2 separate regions of the Arachis hypogaea genome follow, and region 2 is linked to region 1. The links are chromatin contacts, called in public Hi-C maps. All regions are on one chromosome and are shown on one strand. The core of a region is the stretch at or near the end of the contact, and the rest is flanking DNA. Distances in the headings are between cores, read along the strand shown. Region 1 overlaps LOC112785145 (protein LATERAL BRANCHING OXIDOREDUCTASE 1). Region 2 holds the start of LOC112784640 (jasmonate-induced oxygenase 2).

Region 1 (4,317 bases), core at 872-3,371:
TATGACGTGTCAACCACAATGCTAAACGGTACCACTCGAACAAAAAATAATAGAGTCATGTTGGCTAATAAATATTATTATTTTTTATTAATATTTAATTAATAATAATTTATATTTATAATTATAAAAATTGTATACATACAAATTATAATTATATATATATATATATATATATATTAAAATTTTATATACATAAATCAATATATTTGTATCTATATTGTTTAAAGTTTGTAAATATAAACTAGTAACATTTATTTATTAAAAAATTTTAATATTTATACCAAATAATAAAAAATACTAAAATTATTAATTCTAAGAATGTTTTAAAATAATATTTAAATTGATATTTTTTAAAAGTTCTAAAAAATTACTTTTGTCGAATAAACTGATCATTCCGTTACTTTTAGTTAAATTTTTAAAAAAACATATTCGTATTAAAAGAAAAATATTTTCATTTAGATTTCAAAACATCATTATTCACCTTATTTATTTTTAGCAAAAAGAGTGTATTAATATGCTAGTGTCATCGTCCACATGAACAAAGTTAAGTTAATAATAACAAAGATCGACATATAGTAAAAATAAAATGGACGAGACACTGTTATGTATGATAGAGAAAAACGTTGAAAATTAATCTGTGTATTAATTTTTCTTGAGAATTAAAATGTCGGTTTTTAAAATCCTTGGGAGTGAATTTGGGTAACTACTCTAAATTTTATCATAAGACAATTAGATCCCAAAAATATAACTATATATAAAATAAATTTGTTCTTTTTTAAAATGACAGAAAAACCAATATATTTGGTGAGATTGTGAAAAAAATTTTAAAATTTGTAGAGAATAAAAATTTATTGGAGATAAAAGTGTTTATCTAAAATTATTTTTTAAAAACCGATTTAAATATTTATTCAATTATAAATTTAAATAACTAAATTTATATTTATTATTAGTAACACATAAGTTTTCATATTTTATTACAAATAGATTCATACTTATATATTATATCTTAGCTTTAAGCTAGTTTATAATCATGAATTTGAAGGTTGTCCTTATTTTGTTTCTTGAAATCGTTGATCATTCGGTATAGAAGAAATTTGCCGGATTTATATGGCCTATATTTTGGAGGGTTTTGGTCATTTATCAGCTCCTCCAATGGCTTCACTTCGGTGTCATGTGCAGGGAAAAAGAAATATGGAATTGAAAACCTTTCACTCTCACAGTTAACCATTGCTCTGTGTTCCACACTCTCATATCTATCATTGCTCCACACCTACGTGAATCATATAGACAGAAAAGCAAATACAAAATTAGTTCGTTATACAGGTCTTTTAGAATTTATTTAAAAGCAACAAAAAAGAATGATGTAGTGGTTATTGTTCCAGTAATTCGAGAGTGAAAATACCAAAATAATAAAGAAAAAATAACAATAAACAAAAGATCTTTTTGACCAAAAAAAAAAAAGCTTAATTTTAATTTAATCAAATAACTAAAATTAAAAAAGAATAGAACGTTGGAGATAAAAATAAGATGTTTTAAATATTACAAACAAAATTAAAATTTAACTTAAATGTTAGGGACTGAAGCATATAATATTTTAAAATTAAATTTAATGTATATAACTGAAGATTTAAGTAAATATATCTAAACAAGGATTTACTATTTTGACCTTCTAAAAATTAATTTAACGATAAAATTAAATTTGCAAAAGTTGAAAATTATTTCTTAGGAGATGAAAACGAAAGATTCGCCCAAAGTAAACAACGACAATATAAAGGATCAAATTAAAAAACAGTAGCAATTTACTTTAGAATAAAACAGACATAAGACAATAAAAAGAACTCTAAAAAGAAAAACACAAGAAACATTAAAATCTTTCAAATCTCATGGTATATCAGTCTCTAAGAATCTGATATTAAACTAATTAATCTTTCGAAATTAAAACGATAATATGCTCAACTAAATTTTACCCTTACTATTGGTTCTAAAAAACAATTCCATTATTTATGTATTTAAGTTCTATAGAAAGCCCATTATTTTAAGAAAAAATGCAGTCCCAAAGAGTCAAAAAAGATCCTGCAACGGATCCATTATCATTGTCCAAAAAGGTTGTTTGTCGCTAGTCCAATATAACAAAACCATATGCCCTTTAATCAGCCTCAATGAGCTATGCCACACAAGATCCTCATGTTTGGCGATAAAAAGGAGAAAAATCTCATTTTGGTCCCGAGCCATTTTTATAAGTGATTTATTTTTTTAAAAAACAGTTTTATTAGATAGAAAATTATTTTTGTAAATAATATAAACAATAAATTTTAAAATTAGTTCAATAAAACAAAAAACATACACTACGTCTCTGTAAAAATTACGAAAATCACAAATAAAAAAGGGAGACATATGTATAACTGCATTATTCACTAAATTTATTGTTTACTTATACTATTCCTTTTAAAAAACAAAAATGTCATGCCGACCTTTATTTATTTGTACTGTTGGACATTTTGTTCATAATCTAAAATCAAAAGATTTTGTTCATAATCGACTAACCATAAACACAATTAGGACTACTTATGGAATCACCATTAAGCCTCTAAAAAAAAAAAAGGAATATTGGGATCTACAACAGCCAATGTCACTCTTAGCTTCTCCAGATATCATCGTTCTCTCACTCCACTTCCATAAACGGTCATTGGAAGGTGAGAATTGATCTGTGCAGTCCATAATTCTCCGTTAGAGTTTCACATTTACGGACAAGGTTTGAACTTTGAAGTTGCGAGGGGGCAAAACGCAAGCGTTTTAATGACCCGATAGTAAACTGTGTCCTAAACAATTTGTGCAATGACACGTGTGCAGCTATCGTTACAACTAAGATTGTGTTGTTTATATTTGACCGAAAATTTTATAGAGGCTAGGATATAAATATCAAAAACTAAAAGAAATATTTAAAAACAATTTAAGGACCAATTTATAGTTTTACTCTATCATCTTCCATAATCTTCCAAACAATTGAAAGTAGTTGTACCTGAATAATGTCACCAAGGTTGATGATATAATCATTTGACTTTGGTTTCACTCTAATCCACTCTTGGTTTGTCTTACGTTTCACTTCAAGTCCTTCAACCTCATCTTGAGCAAGAATGGTTAAAGCACTTTCATCCTTGTGTGGGCCAACTCCAAGAGCAAGGTGAGGGAAAGAGCATGGAGGATAATAATTAAGGCGAATAAAGCTGGTTTGTCCTCTAATGAAAAATCTCTCAAATCTCTTAGCTTCAAGGCCTAAGCTCATAGCTATAAGCTCCATCAACTTGTAGGCTAGCTTCTCCATCTCTTCAATATATTCTTGGATTATATCTCTAAATATTCATTTTGAAAACAAATAAATCATTTTCTAATCAAATATACATAATGCTGAATACCAAGAATAAGAAACTAAAAGATAATTCTTTTTTCTTTTTCACAGAAATTGATTGGATATAAAAATTATCTCTAAATATCTACGTATAAATGAAGTGAAAAATAAATAATTACATTTCAATGTCATAAAATTAAAAAAAAAATAATTTTCTTTTATTTAGTAACTAATAAGAATAATGTTTTGGAAAGTAATTAATTAATTTTATATATATATAATCTTTTCTAAAAATTTAAATTGTTAACTATAAATATCACAATAATTATATATTTAACGTACTCTTTTATGAAAAACTTTTTTGAAATTGAAATAATAAATATAATACAAAATGTTTATTTTACTTATAATAATAAAACAAAAATAATTAACAATCATAACTCATATTTTTAATTATATTTTTAATTTCTAAATAAAAAAATATTTAGAATTTTTAATTCTTTTAACATTTTAAAAATAATATTTAAATTTTATTTATTTAATATTAAAAAATTAATTAAAATTATCCATCATTATTCGTAAAAGAAACTCAAATATTATATTATAAATCATCACTTTCAAAAAAATTAAGCAATTAAAAAATAAAACCCAAAAAAGTATATCTCTCTCAAAGAATCGTAACAATCATTTTTATTATATTAGATATACACTCAAATTAGTTATTAAAATTAATTATTAATATAAAATATTTTAAAATATAAATATACATTGAAAATAAATTATATATATATATATTAACAATTAATTTAATGGTCAATTTTAATATATAAATACTATATTTATAATAATATATACAAAAATATTTAATAACAAAAAAAAATAATCAAAATTCATCTTATTTAATATTTATTAATTATAAATTTATTTTATTTCCTTAGTAATTCGTAAAATATATATACCTGAAGGCAGGG
Region 2 (4,317 bases), core at 578-3,077, 200 kb before region 1:
GATGATATAAGTATTGGGGGTTGGTTCCACTCTGACCCACTCTTGGTCCGTCTTGTGTTTGAGTTTGACTTCAAGCCCTCCAACATCATCTTGGGCAAGAATGGTTAAGGGACCAGGGTCCTTGTGTCGACCCACACCAAGAGCTAGGTGAGGGTAAGGGCATGGAGGATAGTGATTCAATCTAATAAAGCTGGTTTGTTCTTTAAAGAATTCTTCAAATCTCTTAACTTCGAGGCCTAAGCTCATGGCTATAAGCTCCATCAACTTGCGTGCTAGCTTTTCCATCTCTTCAATATACTCTTTAATTATATCTCTAAACATCATTTTGTAAAGAGAAAGTGTCACGTTATTTGAATATCTAGAAATTAATGTTAAATAATTGACATATAAAATTGTATTTGGATTCTATCTCTCACGCAAAAAATACAAAACTAAGATATTATGGGAAATTAAACTTTTGGAACTTTTGCAACTAATATATTCAGTCAACCTTTTCATTACGCGGAATTTTTTAATATAGAGAATATATCAAATTTGAATTTTGGTTTTTTTTTTTTTTCACAATCAAACAACGTCTGCGTTCACTATATATCTTTATAAAGAATATTCTGTCAATTTTATTATTTTTGACAAAAAAAAATATAATTACAAAATTAAAAATAATCTATAAATCTAATATAAAAAAATATAAAAATTTAATTATAAATTTAATAAAATTATAGAAAATAACAAGTAATTAAACTTTTTTAAAATAATATGTTTAAAAACCTTTATTTTCTTTAATTGTTACATATATTTGACCGTTATATTTAGTCATGTTAACAAAAATAATTATATTTATAATAAATATATGAATAGTAATTATCTAAAATAATGAACGTAATTAATTAGATAATTATGTAAAATATTTTATATTAACGTGTGAAATGTATCAAAATTAATCTATATTTTTAAAAGAAATAAAAAAGTAAATTAAATATGTTTAATTTTATGGCGATGAAAATACCTGAAACCTGGAGGATAGTGAGGAGATTTATTAGTCCAGTGAACGAGTCTGTCATCAGATTCATGAGAAGTGAGAGGAACAAGGGTTGGATCTTTTGTAAGAAAATCAAAGACTTCCTTCCAATCCCTAACATTCTTTGTATGCTCAGTGTCATAGTAACCGCTTGGAGACGTTTCATCTCTGCTAACCTTCTTCTTATCTTCCAAGCTTTGTGCAAAGAACTTCTTGGAAGCTTCCTGAAGCTTCTCCCTCAGAGGGATGGAAACACCGTGGTTTATAACTTGGAAGAATCCCCATTCCTTGCACGCGCTTCCGATCTCCTTCACCAGCGCGTCCATGGAAGAAGGACAAGGGTTGGTTGTTGTTACTGGGGAGAGGTCGATCAATGGAATTCCTTGAGCTTGGGTTATGGAGAGACCCGGTCTGTGTTGTGGGTCTTGGACGAAAGCTTGGTCGATGTCTACTCCCATGGCTGTGTGCTATGCTATACTATGATGATGATGATGATGATGATGATGAATTGTGATGATATATTACTTTCAAGTGTGAGTGTGTAAGTAGGAATGAGTTTTTGTGCTAGGTGACTCACTTTCTTTCATTTCTCCAATTATTGATTTCTTAAACGAAAAGTTCATTCATTCTTTCTAGAAGAAAAAAGTTATACAAAATCACAAGACTTTTTACCACAAATTCATATGAAATTATATTGATTTTTAAAAATATTATTTGTAGAATAAAATTATTTACTAAAATTAGTTATTATGTATTTATTTAAAAATATGTGTATAATTTAATTAATTTTAATATGTATTTTATATTTTAACTAAAATTTTAGTAATTGATTTTGATGTATATTTAGTATATGTCGTATATATTATTATATTTTTCTTCCTTATTTTTATTTTTTGTGTGATTAATATTAACGTGGAAAAAGAAAAAAATATATTTATACATGTGAAGTGGTTCTTGAGAATTTTTTAAAGAGGAACTAATTTATCAGTTTTTAAAACATATATTAACAACGAATTATGTAAGACAACTCAGCTACTAATTAATGGTGTAAACTAACAAAGAGATTTATACATTTACTTGCCAAAATACATATTAATAATAAAAAATTAACAAATTAATAATTAAATGTCCGAAGCCAAAAAAAAAAGATCTTTGAGATTCCATTTTGGATACTACTTATTGTATTTGATGTAAAATGAGTTAATAGTTAAATTGTCTTTAAAAGATAAATTATTTTTTAAATTCATCTCTGAAATATTTTTTTAATTAAATTATTCTTTTAAAAATTACGAATTAATTATATCTATCCTTCAATTATTCCACTCATAATTTTTGTCAATAATTGATGATGTGAAATATTAATTGATAACATACATGACATATAATATGTTTAATTAGAGTTGGCTAAATATATTTACGAAAATCTATCAATTTAGTCGTTAAGTCATATTAGAAATCGAATTTTCGTAATTGAAAAAAAATGACTAAATTAATAAATTTTCATAAATATATTTTGTCAATATCCAATTAGACATTCAGGTATTATATATATTATCAATTAACGTTTTACAACATTAATTTTTAAAGAAAATTGTTAATAGTGACTGGAGGACAAATATTATTAATTCGCAATTTTTAAAAGATCAATTTAATCAAAAAAATCTTTTAGTAATAAATTTAAAAAATACCTTATCTTTTTTTAGGAACTAATTTAATTATTAACCCAAACTAAAATATATGTGGGAAAGCCATCATTCTATTTCATAAATGTATTTGACGCACGTTAAATATTTTTTCAAAAGATTAATAAGAGTAGCTACTAAAAATACTGAATATTAAAAATTAGTTATCAAATAAATTATTAGATATTTATTTATATTTATATATGTTGGTTTATATATTTTTTTAATAAAGTAATTAACTACTAAAAAATTGAAATCTATCTGTCATAATAAAATAATTAAATTTATTATATATAGAAAAATAATCAAATATTCTATAATAACATAATTAAATTTTTTTATAAACACTAAATATGTATTTTTTTTTATATAGTAGAAAGTATTATTGCCAAGATATTTTTCACATAGTTTTTATTTTGGAAATATATTGGGGAGATTTTAAGGAATTCATTTCTATGATTATTGCTGCTTCAAGTAGATTCATTGAATGAGGACTAGATTTCGAATTTTATGTCTTTTTCATTTGTTTTCAGAATAGATACTTATACTATCACTAGATCAGTGGTGGAGCCACTTAGTGGAGAAGGGACAATGACTTCTTCTTAAATTTTAATTTTTTACATGTAAATTTTAGTTTTAGTCTTTTTTTAATTTTATTTTAATTTTATTTTATTGTGTAAATATTTTTGGTCTTCTTTTAATATTTTATCTAATTCTGTTCCTGCACTACATTTTTTTAATTAACATCAATACATCCTAATTAGTTCTTGTATATATGTGTAGGAAAGGAATAAATAAGTTTTTAGAAATGTATTATTTTCCACATATAAATCATTTTTCACTACAAGTCTATACAAATTATTTATATTCACGCGTGTACGTTTTTTTTCGTACCGTTACTACATGTTGTAAGAATAATAGCCAATAAATTGATTATTAATCCAAAAATTTAGAAAATGAAATTTTATAGTTTAATGAGATAGAACTAATTAAAATAAGAATTTTAACACTAATTTTAAAGAATTTGACCCAAAATTAAACCGAACCAGGCCCAAAATGGGGCCAAGCTAAGGACCCATCCAACCCACTTAATTGAATGAGCTCGCTTCTTCCTCATGCATGCTGAAACGCTAAAGCTCAGCCAAGGAAAGGGAAGAACACCTTCCAAACACACAAACCCTCACTTAGATATTCAAATCCAAATAACTTTTGATCCAGAGCTCCGATCGCCGTACCGTTTGCGGCCACGCGACCGCAGCGTCGAGTTCTACAAAGCACAATCCTTAATTAGGTATGAAATCCACTTTTCAGTTCCATTCTTCTCCTCCCCTAAATTTTGAAAATTCAATGTGTGATTATGTTGAATTTTTGCTTGATTTCAGTGTTTAGGTTCGAATTAACTTGCAAATATTGTCGGATTTAGCCCACTTGAGCTGTGGACAAGGTAAGCACCCTCAACCTCTTTGTGTACTATTGAATTAGTGAATTATATATTGATTATAGTGGTAATTATGATGTTAGATTGAAAATTGGTTGTGAATTGGAGTCAATTTGATAAATTGGGAGCTTGAGATCAAGTTTTGGAGGCTAGGTCCTTTAGGGAGGGGCTGAGGTTGA

What was found. A called contact is a pair of places that touch in the nucleus more often than the background predicts.
Region 2: a contact with region 1 is called in a Hi-C map of leaf, with 1.5 times the contacts expected there. The contact joins the promoter of LOC112784640 here to the enhancer-like site in region 1. A contact is called at or near these places in 2 of 8 Hi-C or Micro-C datasets (both in leaf).

Annotation. Positions count from the first base shown.
Region 1 is chr20:44,080,060-44,084,376 of arahy.Tifrunner.gnm2.J5K5, reverse strand. It overlaps LOC112785145 (protein LATERAL BRANCHING OXIDOREDUCTASE 1), which reads right to left. Exons shown (of 3, transcript XM_025828588.3): 1 at 4,306-4,317; 2 at 3,020-3,350; 3 at 920-1,270. The coding sequence ends at 1,013. Among protein-coding and RNA genes, the nearest start is that of LOC112785145, 2.9 kb to the right of the region's middle. Within about 2 kb of position 2,121, at least 1 of the 3 cell types and tissues checked has open chromatin away from gene starts, as enhancers often do.
Region 2 is chr20:44,281,293-44,285,609 of arahy.Tifrunner.gnm2.J5K5, reverse strand. LOC112784640 (jasmonate-induced oxygenase 2) reads right to left here and starts at 1,827. Exons shown (of 3, transcript XM_025827926.3): 1 at 1,007-1,827; 2 at 1-313. The coding sequence starts at 1,476. It overlaps LOC112782247, which reads left to right and starts at 3,799. Exons shown (of 4, transcript XM_072229697.1): 1 at 3,799-3,991; 2 at 4,083-4,144; 3 at 4,222-4,317.